Regions from separate parts of the Mus musculus genome. Here region 1 is linked to region 2. The links are chromatin contacts, called in public Micro-C maps. All regions are on one chromosome and are shown on one strand. The core of a region is the stretch at or near the end of the contact, and the rest is flanking DNA. Distances in the headings are between cores, read along the strand shown. Region 1 overlaps Rara (retinoic acid receptor, alpha). Region 2 holds the start of Lasp1 (LIM and SH3 protein 1).

Evidence for each region. Hi-C and Micro-C count contacts between places; a contact is called where the count stands out from the background.
Region 1: a Micro-C map of embryonic stem cells shows a contact between it and region 2, with 1.9 times the contacts expected there. The contact joins the enhancer-like site here to the promoter of Lasp1 in region 2. A contact is called at or near these places in 3 of 39 promoter capture datasets (cranial neural crest, embryonic stem cells and liver) and 2 of 484 Hi-C or Micro-C datasets (embryonic stem cells and liver).

The regions. Positions count from the first base shown.
Region 1 is chr11:98,951,662-98,956,474 of GRCm38.p6, reverse strand. All of the region lies in intron 2 of Rara (retinoic acid receptor, alpha), which reads right to left. Among named protein-coding and RNA genes, the nearest start is that of Gm22061, 7.6 kb to the right of the region's middle. Within about 2 kb of position 1,929, at least 120 of the 459 cell types and tissues checked have an H3K27ac peak or open chromatin away from gene starts, as enhancers often do. A contact at or near this core is called in embryonic stem cells and liver, where this site is marked.
Region 2 is chr11:97,796,351-97,801,060 of GRCm38.p6, reverse strand. It overlaps Lasp1 (LIM and SH3 protein 1), which reads right to left and starts at 1,496. Exons shown (of 7, transcript NM_010688.5): 1 at 1,199-1,496. The coding sequence starts at 1,267. n-TCgca51 (a tRNA gene) reads left to right here and starts at 2,084; the gene lies at 2,084-2,155. n-TCgca56 (a tRNA gene) reads right to left here and starts at 3,989; the gene lies at 3,918-3,989.

The DNA of each region.
Region 1 (4,813 bases), core at 680-3,179, 1.2 Mb before region 2:
GTAGAAGACCCTGTGCTTACAGATTCAAGATGCCAAGGGACCTGAGGGACCTGAGGCTCTTGTCCCTCATGGTCAGGCAATGATCTCCCAAATAACAAGCAATCAATACAGAAACCTGGGGGACGAAACGCCTTGGTAGAGATAAGAGTTGTAAAACTGAGAGGGGGGGAGGGAGGGAGGGAGGGAGGGAGGGAGGGAGGGAGGGAGGGAGGGAGGGGACTGTGATGAGGAAGGGAACATCTGAGAAGGATTCTGGGAAGAGTTCTCATTCAAGATCTCTGACTTTAAAAAAAGAAAGAAAAAGGTCCCTTGAAGGATGAACAGGATTTCCGAAGCAAGACAGAAAAGCTAGGGGTGAGATGTCTTCTCTGGCAGCCATGAGGTCGAGAACCAGGTCAAGGAGGAACACGGTGTCCCCAGGGGCCGTGACAGAAGGGAGGCAGGACTGGAAGGCTCTGGCCTGCAGCAGGGTCTGGGATACTGGGTGGCAGGCAGTTGCTAGCAGGCTGTGGCCTCATCCTGCTCAGTCACACCTCCCATCCCCAGCTCCCCCCCCCCCTAGGGTTTTATGCTTAGCAAGCCCTTAGCAGGTGTGGGCTGAATCTTCATGGCTGCCACCACCACCACCTCCAGCCTGTGCCAAGCAGGGCTCCCTCCTCTGCCCTAGGGACAGAGGGACAACATTAGGCCCGGTGCCAGACAGACATCAGGGCCTGATACAGGGTGGCCATCTCTACGACAATACCCAGCCCTACCCCCAACCCGGAACACTCCCCCCCCCCCCCCCCCGCCTCCCCGCCCTTCAAGGTGCTTGAAGCTATTGCAGGCCATAACCAGCAAGCGGGTCACCGTGGCCTCACAGCGAGCAGCCTACCAGAGACAGACAAGAAAGGCAAAAGATTCCGAGAAAGGCTGAGTGACCTGCCCAAGGTTGCACGGGCAGAGCTGACTTGAAAGACTTCTGGAGCAAGTAGGGAAGTGGGATCAGACTTCAGGCTGGATGGTATTTTCAGCAACCTGGGGTCCATCTGGGCGGGGGAGGGCCTGGATTACGAATGCTCCCAGGGCAAAGGGACCCCTAGTCTATCCTGACTACAGGGGCATTATTTGCAGCTTACCATTTCCTCTTTTTACCGATGCTACCATGTACACACACACACACACACACACCACCCCCAACGCATATACAAAGGCTGCACTGGCAAAACCCCATGGCGCACATCCCTTGGCAAGAGGTGTATACAATGCCTGAGGCCCTGACTGGCCTAAGAGGAAGACAAGCTTCCTTCCCTGTGTCCCCTCCCCCAATCTGTGCTGGAATCCTACCCTGAGAGAGCCTGTACATTTATCCCTCCAGGACGATAGATAAATAGTGAGGGACTCTATTTTCAATGAAAGCCCCCTGTGAAGGTCTTTTGGCTGACTCAGCATTTTGGACCCCAGGGCAGGGGCGACTAGGCAGGGACGCGCCTCCTCAAGGTTGTCCTTTCTATTGTGCGGGGTGTGAACAAGCAAGGGAGCAAACCCCAGGGCAAGGAATGAAGAGACAGGCACACCCCCTCCCTCCTTCCTCTGGGCCTCCTTCCCAGGTTCCCCTAGGCCTGGGCTCCCAAGACAGGGAGGGGGAGGGGACCACATCCCCATATCTAGACAAGTACCCAGCCAACATGTAGAAGGAAAATCTGTTGCCACCCTTTTAGGTTCCTGTCCTAACTCATCGACTGATTGCTTCCAACTTCCCTGCCCCCCCCCTTCAGAAATTGCAACAAAATATGAATAACAGCTAAGGCTTTTACACTCTGTTCCTTCAGAGTCTGTCAGGGACGGGAGGAGGCGGGGGCTGCAGAGTTCTGCAAGCTCACAGCCGGCGAGAGGGCAGAACAGGGTTGGGTGGGGGTGTGGGCAGACTGTGTCCACGGCTTCTAGGACAGGATGGAGATCTTCCCGGGCTTCTTATCTTTCCAGTCTCAAAATCCAACACTGAGAAGGGGGGCAGGGGTGGAGGGGTGGCTTTCCCTGCGCCCCCTACTGGTGGGAAGTCGGAGACCGGGTCTCCAGTAACCAGAACAATATTCAACAATGGTGGTGAGGTCTCCATAATCTCCAATGGCCCCGGAATGCCCCACCCCACCCCCCTACCCCCGGTGTCCTCCTAAAGCTGACTATCTGGATGTCTGCCGTGCTTTGGCCTGGCTTCCTCTGCCCTCCCTCTTCTATACACGAGTACAAGGTGACTCTACGGAAGGAGTGAGTCCACATGAAGGGTTGTTTTTGTTTTTTGTTTTTTTTTTAAGGCGCAGATAATGTCCCGACCCACAGTAGGTGCACAGCAGCCTCCCATTCTCCCGGGTCACATGCCAGGCACACACCAAGTGTCCCCCGGGATGAGCTCGCACAGTATCTGGTCATGTGTCTGTGTTACCTAATGTCGCTGTGTTACCAACCAGGAAACAATGCCAAGAGATCGACACATACGTGACACAGGTGTCTAAGGTTTTAACCTCGAAGCCCAAGGAATGCCAAGGACGCATAAGCCAAAGAGGTTCACCCCTTGGCCCCCAGGCCAGGAAACACAAAGACATTAGAGATAGAGCCCCCCACACACACACATTATGAAGGTCAAAGTCTCTGAAGCCCTCACATCAAGACACCTCTGCCCCTAAATCAGGCCTGCCCCCCTCCCTCCAGCCCTCCCCCACTCCCCCCCCAGCCCTCCCCCACAGCTCCACCACAAGCTGACATTCCCCTCCCCAGCTCTGGATTTAATTCTTAGGAAACACTGGTCTCACCCAGTATACACAAGCCATTAACCCCTCCCCCCCTTCTCAGCATACTCAGCCCTGACCCCCTCCTCCCAAAGAACACACAACCCTGACCCTCGTCACACAGCACAGAGAAGACCAAACCTCCACAGCAAACAGGCTTCAGGGGCCAGGAGCCAAAGGGACAGGAGTCTTGTGCTATCTCTGGGGCCTCCACCCTGGTTCCCTAGGAGACTCCCAGTAGGACAATACCTAGCTCTCCCCACCGTGACCTGGAGGGGCCTTGGCCCTCCCACAGGTCACCTGCAGAGTACATACAACACACCTGAGGTGCAACCTTGCAAGAGGCCCAGGAAGGGGAGGCCATCTCCACAGACGTGGGATTGGAGCGGGGGGGGGGGGGGGGGGTTGGGGGGGGGGGAGCCTGGAAGATCACCAGGACATAGCATCACTGCTGCAAGCCACTCCACACACCCCCCTCCAGGAACTACCTGACACCTTCTAGACCCAAGGGCTAGGGGAGACTAAAGCTGCAAAAACTTTTAGTTGTTTTCCAGGTACCAGGAGCACTGTAGGAGGGGGTGGTCTCAGAGCCAAGGCCTCTGGTCCCTGGTCCTAGAAGGTGCTCAGAGGCAGGGGAGTAGGGAGGAAGAGAACTGTTGTTGTTTACTAGGAGAGGGGGATGGGTGGGAAACCCACAGACTCACAGAGGCAGGAAGAGGGCATTGCCTAACCTGGGTGGAGAAAGCCAAAGAAGGCTGCCATTAGCCCAAAATCCGGGCACCCCACCCTAGGAGTAGGTTACCAGGGTAGGGGTTCACCCCACCCACCTCTAAGAAAGAGGAAGGAGCTTGCAACACTCAGGGGGAGGGCTTTTCCTCTCACAGGGGCCAGATCCTAAATCCCCCTGCAACCTTCCATCTAGTCAGGTTCATGTGTCCAGGCCCCTGTGACATCACGGGGCAAGCATAAGTGGTCCTTGGTGGCACTGGCGTCCAGGACTCCCCAACTCCTCTCCTCTCTCCTCCTTCCTCTTTGGTTTGTTTTGTTCTTTTTTTTTTCCCCAAGACAGGGTTTCTCTGTGTAGCTTTGGCAGTCCTGGAACTTGCTTTGTAGACCAGGCTGGCCTCGAACTCAGAACTCCACCTGCCTCTGCCTCTTGGGTGAAAGGCATCCGCCGCCACCACCCGCTTTCCTTTCTGTCTTAAAAACTCCACCCTGAAAGAAAGCACAATTCTTCCAGCTCCTGGGATGTTTGAGATGGAAGCTCAAATGCAGGGAGTATTTTTACATAGGTTTCCCCCCATACCCCCAGCAACTCTGAGCCCCAGAGCTTGATCTCCTTATTAGCACAGACTAGGAAAAAAAAAAAAAAAAAACCAGAACACAGTAGGGGGTCTCAGACTCTGCTGAGTAAGGTGGAGAGAATAAAAGGCAGAATTAAAAAGTGGAGGCTTAGGGACCCTGAGGTAGGGCTAGAGAGACCTCTCAGTGGTTAAGAGCACTGACTGCTTGCTCTTCCAGAGGTCCTGAGTTCAATTCCCAGCAAACACATGGTGGCTCACAACCATCTGTAATGGGATCCGATGCCCTCTTCTGGTGTGTCTGAAGACAGCTACAGTGTACTCATATAAATGAAATATATCTTCTTCTTTTTTTTTTTTTTAAAAAAGAGGAAACTGAGGTAGCACTTGTCCACTCCCTAACCCTAGGGTGTAAAGGCTCACAGGCATAGACTACCTGCTCCTGAAGGCTGGTGAGGCCTGGAAGGGAGGGGGCTGCGACAAAGCCATAGGCAGCGATCCAGGAAGCAATGGTGGCTGTGGGCAGACATCCAGTTGTGGGCAGTGAGGCGCCCAGCCAGAGCCTGCCCCAGGGACAAAGAGACTCCCTGGCTCCGGGGAGAGAGCGCGGCCCCCACACCAAGAAGGGGGCACTGACCCAGCCCAGCCGGGCACACAGGGCAGTGGTGCCAGACAGCTTGCCAATGGGAGGGGCAGTGGGTGCCAGGCAGGGTGCTCTTGTCCCTGCCAACCAGGAGAGGTAGGACA
Region 2 (4,710 bases), core at 247-2,746:
AGGCGCCTGCTTCTGTCCAGTTCAGCCATAAACGTGGAGAATGAGATCCAGCTTGGAGAGCCAGGTACAACGTATCTATGAGGAGCCAAAAGGCTTCCCTGCAGAGGGGGTCACAAGAGAAGAAACGGGTTGTCTTAGACTTTATGGGGTTCAGAACAAGGCAGAAGGGTCCCATCTCAAACTGTACCGGAAACACCCAGATCTACCCTTCAGTCCCCCTTGCAAAAGTGTAATGGCAAACAGATGATCGGGTCCAGCCTGGGCCGGGGGATGCGTAAGAGCCCCTAGGGGCCAGCTGATTTCCAGAAGGCTACCCCCCTCCTCTTAAAAAACTCCTTTTCGTCTGCTTCCTCAGAACTCGGCCAATCCCACCCTCCATCGGAGAAAACAGCTCTGAAAAGTTAGCTCTTTGTTCTCTAAGCTGGTCTCCAGGCTGAGCACAATTTCAGATCTCCAAGAAGCGTCCTCCCCACTCCCTACCCCGCCCAGCTCCGACTGGGCAGCCGATCACCCGGAGTGGCTTGCAATTTGAATTGGGGGTTGGGGAAGCTATGAAGGAGGTCTGCGGGTTCCCCAACCACAAAAAAAGCAAGGAGGGGACCAGCAGGTCGTTCAAAAAGAGGGGGTCTCGCAGTGAGATTCCGGCGCTGCCCCTAAATCCCTTTCACCACAATTGACACTCGCTGGACGAAGGACCCGACGCAGCTTCCAAGCCAGGAAGCCAGGCTACCGGCAGCCCAAGCCGGGCGGGTAGCGCCGGCCCCAGCCTCCGCCCCGCCCCCGCCGCCCCCTCCCCCCAGCGCCCCGCGCTTCCGCCTACTTGGCGCTGGCCGCCGCGGGGAAAGGGAGCGGCCGTCTCCCCTCTCACTCCCGGCCCGGGGGGCGGGACTGCACCTCTAACCTCCTGCACACACCCGGGGAACCCGGTTCCCTGGTGCTCTTCCGCCCTTCCTTCCAGCCCTCCTAACCTCGATGCACAGAGGCCACCCATCTCCAGCGGTGGCTGCTCACCACCTCGCCTTGGACCTCCCAGGTTCCAGACTGGGGTCTGTCCCCACACCCCAAGTCGCCTCCCGCCTTCCTTACCTGCTCTGGGGAGCGCAGGGAAGAGCCCGCAAAGACCCGGCCCCTCTTTCCTCCCCTGATGGAGAGCTGCACTAGCACTGGCTAGCTCGCAGCGCCCGGTACCCGAGCTCACCTTATCCAGACAGTTCACCTTCTCCGTGGGGTACACGATCTTGCCGCACCGGGCACAGTTAGGGTTCATGGTTCCGGGGAAAGACTGGGGCGGGGACGCCCGTATTCGCGCGCGTTCCCTTTTCCTTGGGCGAGCTGGTGGGAGGCGGCGGCTGCAACTGTGCAGGCGACGGCGACTGGAACTGGGGAACTGGCCTCCGCCTCCGCCCTCCTTCCCCTAATAAACACAGTGGGGAGGAGGGGCTGCACTGGCTAGGGCGGGGACGCGCCTCGGGCGCGGAAAGAGGCGCGCGCGACCAGGCGCGCTCCCCGGGCGACGTGGGGCTGCGTGGGGGCGGGTTCCAGGGAGGACTGCGGGACGGGAGTGCAGGAGCCCCTGAGCTCTCGGGGTGCACGTGCCCCTGGGCTCCGCGACCGAGGACGGGCCCGGGCCATGGCCCTTCCCGCGCTGGAGAAACAGACGCGAGTGTGGCAGAGCCCGATTTCCCATGAGAGGGGGCAACCCCACGCACCCGACGATGGTGGGGATAGTACAGATTCTCTAGACTGGGGGACTTTCCTTAAACCCGTGGGTCCCCAGCATCAACCTGCGGGGAAACCACCCCTTGCCCCGCCCCGCCCCCCAGCTAGTTCCCTTCCCGCCCACATCCTCTCCCACATAGGTACCTGTCCCTTTCCCTTTGGACTCAGCACCTCCGTACGTTCACCCTCCCCGCCCCTCTGCGCTGCAGCTTTCCCATGGATTCTTCGGATTCAGGCATCCTCTGCTTTCAGCTTGGCCGCCTTTGCTCTTCCATTCTTTTCTCTTGCCCCTATTCTACCTGTGTAGCAGCTGCGACAGCATCTTAAGACTGAAAAGAGATTGCTTCAAGCTGCGCGTCGGTGCGGGGGTATAGCTCAGTGGTAGAGCATTTGACTGCAGATCAAGAGGTCCCTGGTTCAAATCCGGGTGCCCCCTCAGAGTCTTTTCCTCTCTTCAATGACAATAAAAATACGTTTCAATACAAGTATGATCTTGATTCGACCCTGGGTCATTAAAACAGGTAAAAAGATAAAGGCCACTCCTCCTTTTAAATCTGAGCAGAAAAGCCTTCGTTTTGCCTCGTACCAAGCAGAAGTTGCACGACTTTATTTGATTGGCGCCAGAGTCCTGGAGATTTCTGCCCATGGTATGCTTGTGAATTTGAATTGGATTGTTCCACACTTTGGGTTCGGAAGCCAAGGTCACTCCCCAGGTTGACGGTGTGTGTCCGTTGAGGGTCAAGGGTCAATCAAAAAAGGGAAACTTGCGGACATAGCCCTTCTCCAACCTAAGCTTTCCTTTCCCTTTTTCGTTTCATTCTATGATCCTTATTATTCTATATCCTCACGTTTCATTGTGACTTGGTGACGTGGACCGAGTAAAAGCGCTCCGAGACCGTGAAACCGGGAGGAGCACTCGTCAGCTCCCTTCACTGCAAAAGAACAAGACCCCAAAGCCAAGTAATATAAATGAATGCAGTGGTTTTCACAACTTGTGCGTGCTCTAGAGTGACCTGGGGGAGGGGGGGGCTCATTAAAACGTCCCCAGTTTCCGATTGTGTAGATGCTGAGGAAGGCCTTGGCAGTTAGCTCTTTGGCGGATTTGTCAGGTAAATCATTCAAGGACGCAAGGACCGCTCTTTGAGGATCACCAGAATATTATTACCACAACGCTATCAAGTTTCAAATCCTCAACAGGGGACAGGTATCTAGCTGCTTTAAGGTATCTGGTCTGGAAGAAATCTCTAAGTGTGAACAGGGAAGCAAGGGCGGCCCCTCAGCTAGGTTTTGCCCAAAAAAAGGAAAAAGAGACAGACAGAGGCATGCTGCCCGTGTCAGGGTGTGGCTGTGATATTTTAAACATGGAATCTGGTTGTGTCATCCCAGGACCCCAGGGGAATATTCACATGCATTCCCTCCCAGTTCCCATTACAGTTCTCTGCTGAGCGGAACAAGGAAGGGGACTGAGCAGAGCTTGGGGCAAAGCACAGAGATACCAGAGAAGCGAGTCTCTGTTCCCAGACGCTGGGCCTTGAACTTGTACATTCTCCAGCCTCAACATCTCAGACAAGACATTCGTTTTTTATCTCTTTACACTGTGTCTTCCGCGCCCCACCCCCACCCCCACCCCCATACAGAGTTTCGTGTAGCCCAGGCTGGCCTTGATTTTGATATATAGGCCAAGGCTAATCTTAAACTCTTTTTTTTTTTTTTTTTTTTTTTTTTTTGAGACAGGGTTTCTCTGTGTAGCCCTGGTTGTCCTGGAACTCACTCTGTAGACCAGGCTGGCCTCGAACTTCGTCTGCCTCTGCCTCCGGAGTTCTGGGATCAAAGACATGCGCCACCACGCCCTGCTCTTAAACTCTCTTGGACTCTGATCCTCCTGCCTCCTTCCAAGTGCTGAGATTAACAGGCATGTTCTACAACACCTGGCTGTAACATACCTTAAAATCGGCAAGTATTATAAACATTGTTTCTGGATTCATCCTTAGCTTTTTGGGTCGGGATACAAACGAGGTAAAAAATGTTCCTTATTCCATACCTCACTTGCCATTCTGTTAGGAGAGATAGCTCCTTCCTCCTTCCTCGATGCTGATTCAACATTCAAAGGGGGAAAATTAGGAAGGTAGAGTTTGGATTTGGAAATAACTGAGTGGAGAAACTGAGTGTTCTCATAGGAAAAACATATGCACCCACCAAGGGGGCACCCGGATTTGAACCGGGGACCTCTTGATCTGCAGTCAAATGCTCTACCACTGAGCTATACCCCCTCTGGCGGTAAGAGGCTGCAAATTTCTTTTTACATGACTTGTTTGCTTTTCACCAAAACTTGTTTATTCATTTAGAACCAATAACGTTTTGCTAAATTGTATTGAATTTAAACAATAAAAAGATAAAAACAAAAAAAAAATCACCAATAATTTGAAACCGTGAATTTAAATTATGAATTTGCAGAACTGTCGCCTGCTCTCTGCAGAATCAATCACCACTTGGATCAGAACATTTGCTGAGATTTGTTTCCTAGCTTACAGACTGCCCAGATTCTTCTCATTAATTCATAGCGCACTCGGTGACCCCGTCAAGAGGCAGCACAAAGCTTCAACAAAACCAGATTCTGGCTTGCTATTAGTGTCCGAGAGGCAGACTAAAAATAAAGGCACAGTGAATTAACAAGTAAATACTCAGTAGTGAAAATGAGAAACTACACACACACATACATACGTACATACATACATACACACACATACGTACATGCATACACACATACGTACATACACACACATACATATATACATATACACACATACATACATACACACATACACACACGTATGTACATACACACACACACACGTACATACACACACACACACACACACACACACACACACACAAAATGATTGCGGTGGTGCCTGGGAGGAGTACTTAGCACTTAGGTGGGCTGAGACAGAAAGTTAAGAGTTCAAGCCTAGCCTTGTCTAGATAGCAAAA